Regions from separate parts of the Danio rerio genome. Here region 1 is linked to region 2. The links are chromatin contacts, called in public HiChIP or PLAC-seq maps. All regions are on one chromosome and are shown on one strand. Each heading gives the region's core, a stretch centred on a gene start, on an enhancer-like site or on the middle of the called end of the contact. The rest is flanking DNA. Distances are from core to core; before and after follow the strand shown. Region 1 holds the start of dhx8 (DEAH (Asp-Glu-Ala-His) box polypeptide 8). Region 2 holds the start of meox1 (mesenchyme homeobox 1).

What was found. HiChIP or PLAC-seq counts read pairs in DNA pulled down with a chosen protein or histone mark.
Region 1: an H3K4me3 HiChIP or PLAC-seq map of gastrula embryo shows a contact between it and region 2, with 6 times the contacts expected there. The contact joins the promoter of dhx8 here to the promoter of meox1 in region 2. A contact is called at or near these places in 3 of 18 Hi-C or Micro-C datasets (caudal fin, embryo and hematopoietic stem cells) and 2 of 4 datasets of contacts at active chromatin or transcription factors (embryo and gastrula embryo).

What each region holds. Positions count from the first base shown.
Region 1 is chr12:29,434,879-29,440,417 of GRCz12tu, reverse strand. It overlaps dhx8 (DEAH (Asp-Glu-Ala-His) box polypeptide 8), which reads left to right and starts at 1,256. Exons shown (of 23, transcript XM_021480343.3): 1 at 1,256-1,405; 2 at 2,431-2,516; 3 at 2,621-2,693; 4 at 2,849-2,940; 5 at 4,270-4,376; 6 at 4,468-4,833; 7 at 4,927-5,071. The coding sequence starts at 1,297. It overlaps spata20 (spermatogenesis associated 20), which reads right to left and starts at 27. Exons shown (of 16, transcript XM_073918539.1): 1 at 1-27.
Region 2 is chr12:29,300,588-29,306,166 of GRCz12tu, reverse strand. It overlaps meox1 (mesenchyme homeobox 1), which reads right to left and starts at 1,327. Exons shown (of 3, transcript NM_001002450.2): 1 at 636-1,327. The coding sequence starts at 1,101.

The DNA.
Region 1 (5,539 bases), core at 7-2,506, 130 kb before region 2:
GGATTCACGCAGGAGCTGTTATTGGATGACCTGAAGTTCACACTTACAACACTAGATGTCGCGCTAGATCTGTTTTAAATCCACCATTAAACCAATAGATCAAAGTTTACTGGTTTTTGTCACGTTTGCGTACTCTCTTGTTTCTTTTTTATTGTTATGAATTGCTATTATTTAGTTTACAAATGTATATGTTTGTTTAACCCAAATCACATAATAGGCTACTTCTTGAAGAGAAAGTGGTGGCTAATCTGAAATAAACACATCCTTTTTATTTTTTATATATTACATTTAGGGCAATTTAATTGAACAAACTGAAATTTAATTAAAACCATCTTATTTGATTAACTTATATCTATATCTATTGTGTACTGTATTTTCGGTAAAACTTTTTTTTTCCTGCAACAAATTCCTCCTAGACTGTACTTTAAAAAATTGGCTCAAACTACTGCTGTATTTAAAATAAGCTGCAACAACACACTTTGTGAGATTTTTTTGGACAACTTAATAGTATTATGTTCAATTCACTTAAATTGAAACAATTAGGTTAACGGTTGGGAAAACAAAAGGATTTGTGTGTAACCCTTTTTCCCCCTCAAATTTCTCACTATTTACTCTTAAGTGGTTAAAATATGTATGGCTTATTGGCTTTTAGATCAATTTACTCTGGGTGCTCTGGTTTCCCCCACAATCCAAATATGCCTGTAAACAATAAAAAGATTTGAATAAACTAAATTGACCGTAGTATATGTGTCTAAATGAATGTGTATCTTTCCCTGTACTGGGTTGCAGCTGGAAGGGCATCCATTGTGTAAAACACGTGCTGGATAAGTTGGGGGTTCATTCCACTGTAGTGACCCCTGATGAAGGGATTAAGCCGAAGGAAAATTAACGGTTCCTTTGTTAACATTAATTGGATCATAAACTAACTCTCTTAGAAAGATTAAAAGTACAACTGTTTTAGCGAAGATGCCAAACTATGGTTAGTAGGTTAGTGCTGCAAATCCCTGGTTAATTTGTGTGTGTGTGTGTGTGTGTGTGTGTGTGTGTGTGTGTGTGTGTTGTTCAGTGCTTGTGCATGTTACCTAACGTAGTTAATTCGTGATCATAAACAAATCCTGGCGTGTTACCGTATTTTTCAACAAATAATTTTATTATGAAAGATGTACACACAAATCATTTAGCAATATTTCCTTTGACCGTTAGAGGGCGATTGTAATGTAACCCGGAATAAGAAGTTACCGGACAAGCGATAGCAGTGCCATTTTCTTCCGGTGAAAAACAACAACATTGCTGAAGATGGCAGAGATCGGAGAAGACGAGCTCAAAAAGCTCGAATATTTGTCTCTGGTGTCTAAAGTTTGTACTGAACTTGACAACCATTTGGGAATAAATGATAAGGACCTTGGTAAGTTTATGAATCTACCGTGACCGTGTCACGTTGGTAACTAACGTTAGCTGGTTAGCCTCATTCCACAAGTACAGTCAAGGATTGTACGTCGTTACACGTTGTTACTTTACAGTCTAATTCTGTATTATATTATAACTTGAAGCGTGTTATGGGCAGTGATGTGGGCTTGTTTATTATTTTCAGAGCTACTTTGCAGATTGTTTATTTTAAAATACAACAGTGTTGCTTTTGGAGTTCTGTAAGGTCTTGAAGAGATAATTCAGCCAAAAACAAAAATCCTGTCATCATTTTCTTACTCTTTACTTGTGTCAAATGTTCGTGAGTTTGTACTGTTGAACACACGCACGCACACACATGATATTTTGAAGAAAGCTGGACAACTGTAACCATTGACTTTCACAATATTTGTTTCTCCTAAAATCTAAAATGGACTGTTTCGGGTTTATAGCTTTCTTCGAAACATCTTCTTTTGTGCTCAACAGAAGAAACTCTTAAAGGTTTAGAACCACTGGAGGGCAAGTAAATTTAATTTGTTTGGGTAAACCATCTCTTTAACTCGGAGTAAACATTCACTCACTCACAGAATGTCCTTCGGCTTAGATTGAAGTAGAGTTGGTTTTATATTCACACATTCCTTCAGTAACAACTTGTGACATGCTCCCGATATTGTTTACTATGGTATTTTGAATATTCAGTCTGAAGTACCATGTCAGTATGACTTCAAAACAACATCAGTACAGCACTATTTATTTGACTGAACATGGGTGTAGTCTGATGGTCATTGGCAGCTAATATGATTTCACTATTTAGAATTTGCAAAAAAAAAAAAATCTGAAATTATATTATTAAGGAGAACGTTCAAATATCTTAATATAAAATCAACCTTACCTCAATTCAGGTTAGTCCCTGATTTATCCTGGGTCACCACAGCAGAATGGACCAGCAATTAAATTTACTTGATAAATTTAACAAACCACTAAAGAAATCTGTGTTAACAGTTCGTTGCTTTTTATGTATTCCAGCTGAGTTTGTAATCAGTCTTGCTGAGAAAAACACAGCCTTTGATGGATTTAAGTCAGCACTGGTTAAGAATGGAGCAGATTTCACGGTAAATGATATAAATTAATCATTAAATAATATTATTGTATTATATTTCATAATCTTTGTTGCAGTTGTGGGACTAATTAAGCCCATATGACCTGTCTTTTTTAGGATTCACTCATCGGCAATTTGCTTCGTCTCATTCAAACAATGCGCCCTCCTGCAAAAGCATCTACCAGTAAAGGTAAGTGCATTTTGGGTCATTTGAGCTCATATTGATTTCACCAAAATTTTTATGCCAGTGAGACTTTTTGCATTTTTTCTTGCCATACTGTGATATTAAATTATTATTGTTTTTTTAATTGTCATGTTTTATGTAATTTTATGTTTTATGTACAGCCTCTTTTCCTGCGGTTAAGCCAAAAAATGAAAAAGACAAGCTGAAAGAGCTTTTCCCAGCTCTCTGCAGACCTGATAATCCTACTACCAGGGTAATTATTATAATTTACCTTAATGCATACATATTTGGCTTATTTAGGTGAAAAATGTCACATTTTGGTGTCTATTCCAAGTTATAATATTATATTAATTAATTATTAATGTTATATTCATAGTAGGGCTGCACAATATATTGTTTCAGTATCGATATTGCAATGTGATCATTCGCAATAGTCACATCATGAGTATATGCAATGTTGAGTCTGGATTATATTGGATCATTTTGCAAGTGTTTTCAAGGCCTGTAACTGTATGAGTGGTATAAAACCATTCAGGCTTAAGACATTGTTTCGTTTAAAAATGAAGATGATGCAGTATTATTTTACATTTGTCTTTTCATTTACTGTATTTCTAAATACAGTACGACTGCTCGGATAACAATAAGACTGTTTATTTAATTGGTATCCTTTTTCTTATTGAATTTATCTATGCTTGTAGATTGTTTATTATAATTTATGCACTCCCCTACAGAATCATCCCAATCAATCTAAAATGATATTTTTTTTTCTGAACATTTATTCAACTAATCTTATGAAATTATATTCATATCGCAGTACGCATTGCAGAATTAAAAAATATCGCAATGTTAGAATTTTCCAATATCATGCAGCCCTAACTCATAGGCAGTATATTTAATGTATGTGTCTACTAGAATGTTTCAAATAATGTTTGTGAAAACAAAAACTATTAAATCTAATTGAAATAATTTCCATCATCATTTAATGTTACTGACGTATTTCTGTAATAATGAAACTACATACTTTTCCGACCTGAACTTATAAAAAGAATTACGTAATTACACCTTCTGACAAATGGGTAAAACATTAGATTGAAGGATTTAGTGGAAGTATAATGACTTAAAATGATAATTAAATACTTTTTTATAGCCTTTAAGTATTTTTTTAGGAAATGACAATTCAGTAAGAATTTTCTGTAAAACATGGTAAAAATATTAGATAATTATAATTTTATGCTCTTAGTTTTTGGGGGGCTCAAAAACTTTTTTTTTCCTTTTAGACCCAGATATTATATTGGAGTCTTATTTGTTCCCGAAGGGCAATTTGGTTTATAGCAATAGCTGACACAATAGAACACACACTTAAATGTAAAAGTTCACACAAAAATGATTATAGTAAATACATAAAGTTAAATAAATAAATAAATAAATAAGATAAACAGAAGGAGTGATCAACCAATCACATTCAAGCTGCAGATATATAAAGTGTACATAAAAGAGATTGTAAAGCTTGTTAAGTAGCTCAACTGTATTTCAGTGAATACCTACAGCTCATAAACTAAGATATATCTGTTCTTCTGGCTAGAATATGCTGGATGAGGATGATGTGAAAGTTGCTGCAGATGCTATGAAAGAGTTGGAGATGTTTATGCCCAGTGTTAGTGGAACAGAACCTAGCAGCAGTAAACACAGGTGAGGATATCTGTGCTTTAACATAAAACACTTGAAACTGATTTTACAACAACGTTATTCTCTTTTTAAATATAATTGTCATTCGTCTTAGATCTGAAACAAGCAGCAGCAGTAGGAAGAAGCGGAGGAGCAGAAGCCGGAGCAGAGATAGAGATCGGGATCGAGACAGAGATCGGGAGAGGGACAGAGATAGAGACCGAAGGAGACGCCATCGCTCTCGCTCCCGTTCTAGATCTCGTTCTAATGAGAGGGACAGGAGAAAGCGCAGGAGCCGCTGGCACTCTCGCAGCAGATCCAGGAGTCCAGCTCGCACAGACAGAGACAAAGGCTCAGACCGCTGGAAGGACAAACATGTGGACCGCCCTCCACCAGAGGAGCCATCTGTGGCTGATATCTACAATGGCAAAGTCACCAGTATCATGCAGTTTGGCTGCTTTGTGCAGTTGGAAGGACTTAGGTATGTTTTAGATACGAGGCTGTTGATCTTGATAATGGCATAGTGTTATACTTATTTAGTCTTATTTTTTTCTTCTGTGTTCCATCTGTACAGGAAACGCTGGGAAGGTTTGGTCCATATTTCTGAGCTTAGGAGAGAGGGTCGTGTGGCAAATGTGGCAGATGTGGTCAGCAAAGGTCAAAGAGTCAAAGTCAAGGTGTTGTCCTTCACTGGATCCAAAACAAGTCTGAGCATGAAGGTGAGTGAGCTCTATCTTTATAGACTCTGTGAGCGAGAACTGCAACATAGGGGCCTGAAAACACACTTTTGAGACCTCTCTGGTCAAACTAAAAAAACGTTCAGACTGTGCTGTACATTGAAAATTTTTGATTAAAATGATATACTTGTACATATCGGGCTATACCTACTGCAATGGTTTGCTATAAACAAGTGATTTAATGCATAACAGTGTTTCCTCTAGGATTTTTCAGTTGTGGTGGCAGGCCTTTTACACAGATCTTACTACTACCTATGGTGTTATTTTAATGACAAATGTCGTGAGAGCAGTATTAAAAAGTTGAGATCGCATTCATGTAATGCAAGCATGCAAATCTCTTTGCTTGCGTGCTGATTTCCTCTGTTCGTGCAGTAAAGTGAATTGAAACAGCCTTAAACTCCAGCAAGATAAAGTAATTGTATGCAGATCCACAGACCTTTATTTATAAAT
Region 2 (5,579 bases), core at 78-2,577:
TTCAGTTCTATCATCACTTACCCTCATATCATTCAAAAGCTTTATTATTATTATTATTATTATTATATATACCATTATTAGTATTATTATTATTATCATTATTATTAATTCATTAATTCATTTTCTTTTCAGCTTAGTCCCTTTATTAATTAGGGGTCAACACAGCGAAATGAATCACCAACTTACCCAGCACATGTTTTACACAGTGGATGCCCTTAAAACTATTATTATTATTTGATTTTATTATTATTATTATTATTATTATTATTATTATTATTATTATTATTATTATTATTATTATTGTGAAACACACATACTTAAAATTAAAATCACTAGGACCCCATTGACTTTAAATATATAGAGAAATATTAATGACTGATAGAATTGAGTGCTCTGCAAAAAAAAAAAATATCATTCAGGTTTGAAATGACATCAATCTTTTTGAATAAACATTGACCATTCTCACTATAACCTCAGCAAGGATGTTCTCAACCAGATCTACTCAAACCAACTAATGTTATTTTTGATATCAAGTAACTTGCACATTTCTCAAAAAAAAAAAAAAACAACCACATGACTATGACTGAATACCTCCAGTCATCATATCTCATTTGTTCTTGCCTACAGTGACTCACCTGTGACTTCTCTTTTCCGCTTGGAGCTTTTTTTTTCAGTGTCGACTGCAGGCACACTTTGAGGTGAATAGTCTCCCTCGAGACACCCAGTGACTGCTCCAGCCAGCCTGTCTCCCCCTGCACTGTCCATTTCAGCTCCCACTGCCTCAGCCGCCCCCTGGCACGGCTCTTGCCCTCTGCCTCTGGGCTCGCATGGAGAGAACTGCCACTCTGTCCTCTGGTACCCGCTGTGCGTCTCCGGATAGAGTCTGTCCTCCCGAGGGTACGCATGTGGCGCTGGCACCAGGCAGGAGCTGGAGAAGTCTGTGTAGGCCAGGAAGTCATGCTTCTGGTGCAGAGCAAACGGGGCCTGCTGGTAAGGCTGAATCCCGGCTCCGGAGCCACCTGAATGAGGACTCCTGACGCATCCCCATAAAGCGCCACCCGTATGAGGGCTCCGCATGCAACTGCTGGCTGACTGTTCCATACTGAAGAATTAGTGGAGTCCTTAAGGATGCAGCTTGTTGGGAAATATCCACTTCAGCATGTGCCTCCTTTGCAGAACAACTAGGAAATCAAAGACCTTCCTGATGCGGCCTTTCCTTGGCATAACACATCAGCTCTCAGTCTCTCATTTGGTGTGCAGGCTGACCCACTACATCCACTCGCAGCTCTACACACTCTTTTCACAGCTCGGAGACATTCCTGACAAGCGATCCCTCCTCCTTTTTAAACGCTTAGGTGGGAAAGAGTAGCAAGTTTATGGAGTGTAACGTGAGCTTGCAGAGGAGGAGTCCTGGGTTCCACATGTTGGTGCCCCCCAAAACCCAGCCCTGCCTCATATACTATTAATCATGGGGGATTTTATATGCACATCTAATGGGATTTCCAGGTGCTGGCTTTTTAAAGGAACATTGTCTGTAAAATATCAAATGAACACCCACACAGGAAAGTTGACCGGATTCTCTTTTTCTGCATCTATATCCCCAGAACACTTATTTTCACTTTTTTTTCAATGGTTTTATTTATTTTTTTTTGGGGGGGAATTTGCTCGTTTTTAGTTGTGCCTTTCTTTTACGCTGGTGCTCTGCGGTTTGTGTTATGGATGTGTGGAGTGGAGTTTCTCTCACACTTGTTAGAAAGGCCTGATTTAAGTAGTGATTTCTTCCACACCTCTTGCGCACACAAGCTCTATAGGGGAACAAACACACAAACATGCTCTAATTTGTTTTGACACCAGATTAGTTTAAATACTCATTAGCATCTTAATTGATTAAATAATTCATAAGAAATATGTCTTATTTTACAAACAAATGTATACCAACAATTACAGTGTTGCACATACACTGTAAAACCCAAAAAGAAAAGGTAACTCAAATTATTTGAGGAAACTGATTGCAACAAACCCTAAGTTCAAAAACTAATACTAATTTGAGTAAATTAAGCAATTTGAGCACAGTAAAACCCAATAAATGAAGAGAACTCAAACAAACCGAGCACTGTAAAACCCAACCAATTAAGTCAAACCATTTGCCAATGCCAAACTCAAACCATTTGAGGAAACCGATTGCAACAAACCATTTGAGTTAATAAACTAATCTATATGAGTACTGTGAACTTGCTCCATTAAAGTTGAAGTAATGAGGTATTTAATTAACTCATTACCTTCAACACTGAGTTCAAAACTCTTTTCAAATAAGTACAATTGACTCAGTAAATTGACTATACTCATTTCATTTGATGAAGTTGACTGTTGGGTTTTACAGTGTAGCAGTGTGTTGTGTACAGATTTATTATATGTTTTATAAAATGTAGTTTGAATAAATGTACAGTTTGGGGTTAGTCATTTATATTTTTAATTTATTAACTTGTATTTATTTGTATTTTCTTAATATAAATCTATGAGTTGTTTTATTCTCTCCCCGGAAACTTGCTTGAAAATACAGTGAAATCAGTACAATTGTGAGATATTACAATTTAAAATAGCACTTTTATATTTTTTTCTGTAATTGATTGACTATAATTGACTAATTTTAGAATCTTTAGAATTATTTGATGAACAAAGTTCAAAACAGCATTGTTTAGCTCATTTCAAAAACAAACACTGCTGCACTGTAAAACCCAGTAAGTTAGAGGAACTCAAACCGTTTGAGGAAATCGATTGCAACAAACCATTTAAGTTAAAAAAAACTAATCCTAATGAGTACCTTGAAGTTAATTCACTTGAGTAAACAAAGCAATATGAGCACTGTAAAAGCCAATAAATGAAGAGAACTCAAACCAATTACATTCTGTAAAACCCAATAAGTTAAGGCAACTCAAACCGTTTGAGGAAACCGATTGCTACAAACCATTTGAGTTTAAAATCTAATATATATGAGTACTATGAACTTACTCAAATTGAAGTAATGATATAATTAAAAGTGTTGATTGAGCATTAATGATGTACGCCTGCTGTTAACAAGCACAATCACTTAAGAGAAACACAAAACAACTGTTGTATATTATTAATGCTCAATCAACACATACTAAACCACTTAATGAACTCATTGCCTTCAACACAGCTCAAAACTCTTTTCAAATGAGTAGTATTAACTTTCAGTAAATTTTGAGTTAACTACACTCATTTCATTTTATAAAGTTGACTGTTGGGTTTTAACTCATGTTATGAACCAATTTCCAAAAATATTGTTATTGCAATGACACAGTTTTTTTTTTTAATAATACATTGTTCAATTAATGCTCAATTTCTTTCAAAACAAATATTACTGTTTTATATTACAATTTCTAGGAAAAGTTATAGTTATTTAAATTGTTTTGAAAAATAGAAAGTTGAAAAGAACAACATTACTTGAAATTGAAATGATTGGTAACACTATAATAGATTTCTTTCAAAAACATTTTGCAAAATAAATCTATGATTATATTATATTATATTATATTATATTATATTATATTATATTATATTATATTATATTATATTATATTATATATATATTTTTTGGCTTAGTCCCTTTATTAATCCGGGGTTCTGCCACAGCAGAATGAACCGCCAACTTTTCCAGCATGTTTTTACGCTGGGATGCCCTTCCAGCCACAACCCTTCTCTGGGTAACATCCACACTCACTCACTCATTCACACTCATACACTACGGACAATTTAGCCTACCCAATTCACCCGCTGCACATGTCACCACATGACTGCTACGAGTGTGATATTGCATTTATACAACAGTTTGACGGCATAATTGTATATATAAAAACAAAATCAAACACAGGGAGTCTCAAAAACCCTTTTGTATGAGGAACTTCTTTCTTCCGGATTCAAATCATAAGCTGACAGTTAAACAGCTTAGCAATCATCTTTTAAAGATTCTAACGCCACTTTAGATCTGAAGTGTCTGCTTGTTTCTGGCTGTATGTGGGCAGAGTAATAAACAAAGGCTAAAGAGGCTGTACGGGTGCTGATATTACTTAAATAGATCCTGGCTCTTAGCCAATCAGATTCGAGAACCGGAAAGAACTGTTGTATAAATTATATTATATTATATTATATTATATTATATTATATTATATTATATTATATTATATTATATTATATTATATTATATTCATTTTCTTTTCGGCTTAGTCCCCCTATCAACCTGGGGTCGCACAGTGGAATGAACCGCCAACCTATCCTGCATATGGTGTACGCAGCAGGAGCCTTTCCAGCTGCAACCCATCACTGGGAAACATCCATACACACCCATACACAACGGACAATTTAGCCCACTCAATTCCCCTATACTGCATGTCTTTGGACTGGATGAACATGAGAACATGAAAACTCCAAACAGAAATGCCTATTGACCCAGCTGATGCTCGAACCAGTGACCATCTTGCTGTGAGGTGAACATGTTCCAGTTTCCCTCACAGTCCAAAGACATGTGCTATAGGTGAATTGAATAAACTAAATTGGCCGTAGTGTATGTGTGTGAATGTCAGTGTGTATGGTTGTTTCTCAGTACTGGGAATTATATATTATATTATATTATATTATATTATATTATATTATATTATATTATATTATATTATATTATATTATATTATATTATATTATATTATATTATATTATATTATATTATATTATATTATATTATATTAATACAAATTTTGCAACACTATCACTTAATAAATCAATTTATTGAATAAATCAATTAATCATAATTTGAGATTCGAATGGGAAAATATTATTATCAGAAATATGTGTCTTTGTGTGTGCATGTTGGTTTCTTCTAAATACACACTGACGAAGATATTCCTCCTATCCATGTTCCGTATTGTTAGCAATCATGCAGTCTGTAATTATATTATATTGGTGTTCCAAACATGAAGTCATTTCTCCTGCATTTTAGCCATGTGTTTGCTCTGGCAAGTTCTCTGTTGAGCAGAATTCACTTGCCATGTCAAAGTGGTTGAGGTTGGAATCTCTCTCTATTTCTTTCTGCCTGTATAACAAGTGATGGAAAGCAAACATGTTCAGTTGCATTTATAAGAACTGCGGTCTGCGGTTATTTTAATAGTCGCTTCACTTTGTCCTCCGTGTGATCCTGACTTTCTCCAACAGCACAGCCTTCACCTCGACTAAAGCTGCGTAATGTTTAAAGGCTCTGAGGTAAGACTGCAATCCTTTCCCTTTACCAAGCAAATAGCTGAGCCATGAAGCATCCACTTCTTTACTGGCAATCTGGGCCCTAGCGTGACCACAGGGGGCCGAGGTTAGGCAGCATTTGCGTTTAGACAGGACCATCTGTGTCAGAGTTGTGTGTGTTTTTTTTCTCTGTGTGTGTCAGTAAATGCACATTTTGGATCTTGAAGTAGTCATTGCTCCCAGGTTAAACCTGTTGCCGTCAGTCGCTCGGGGCAGGTTGGGGGGCAAAGAGGGTGTTTTTGTGTTTTCATTTGATCCATCTTCATGACACC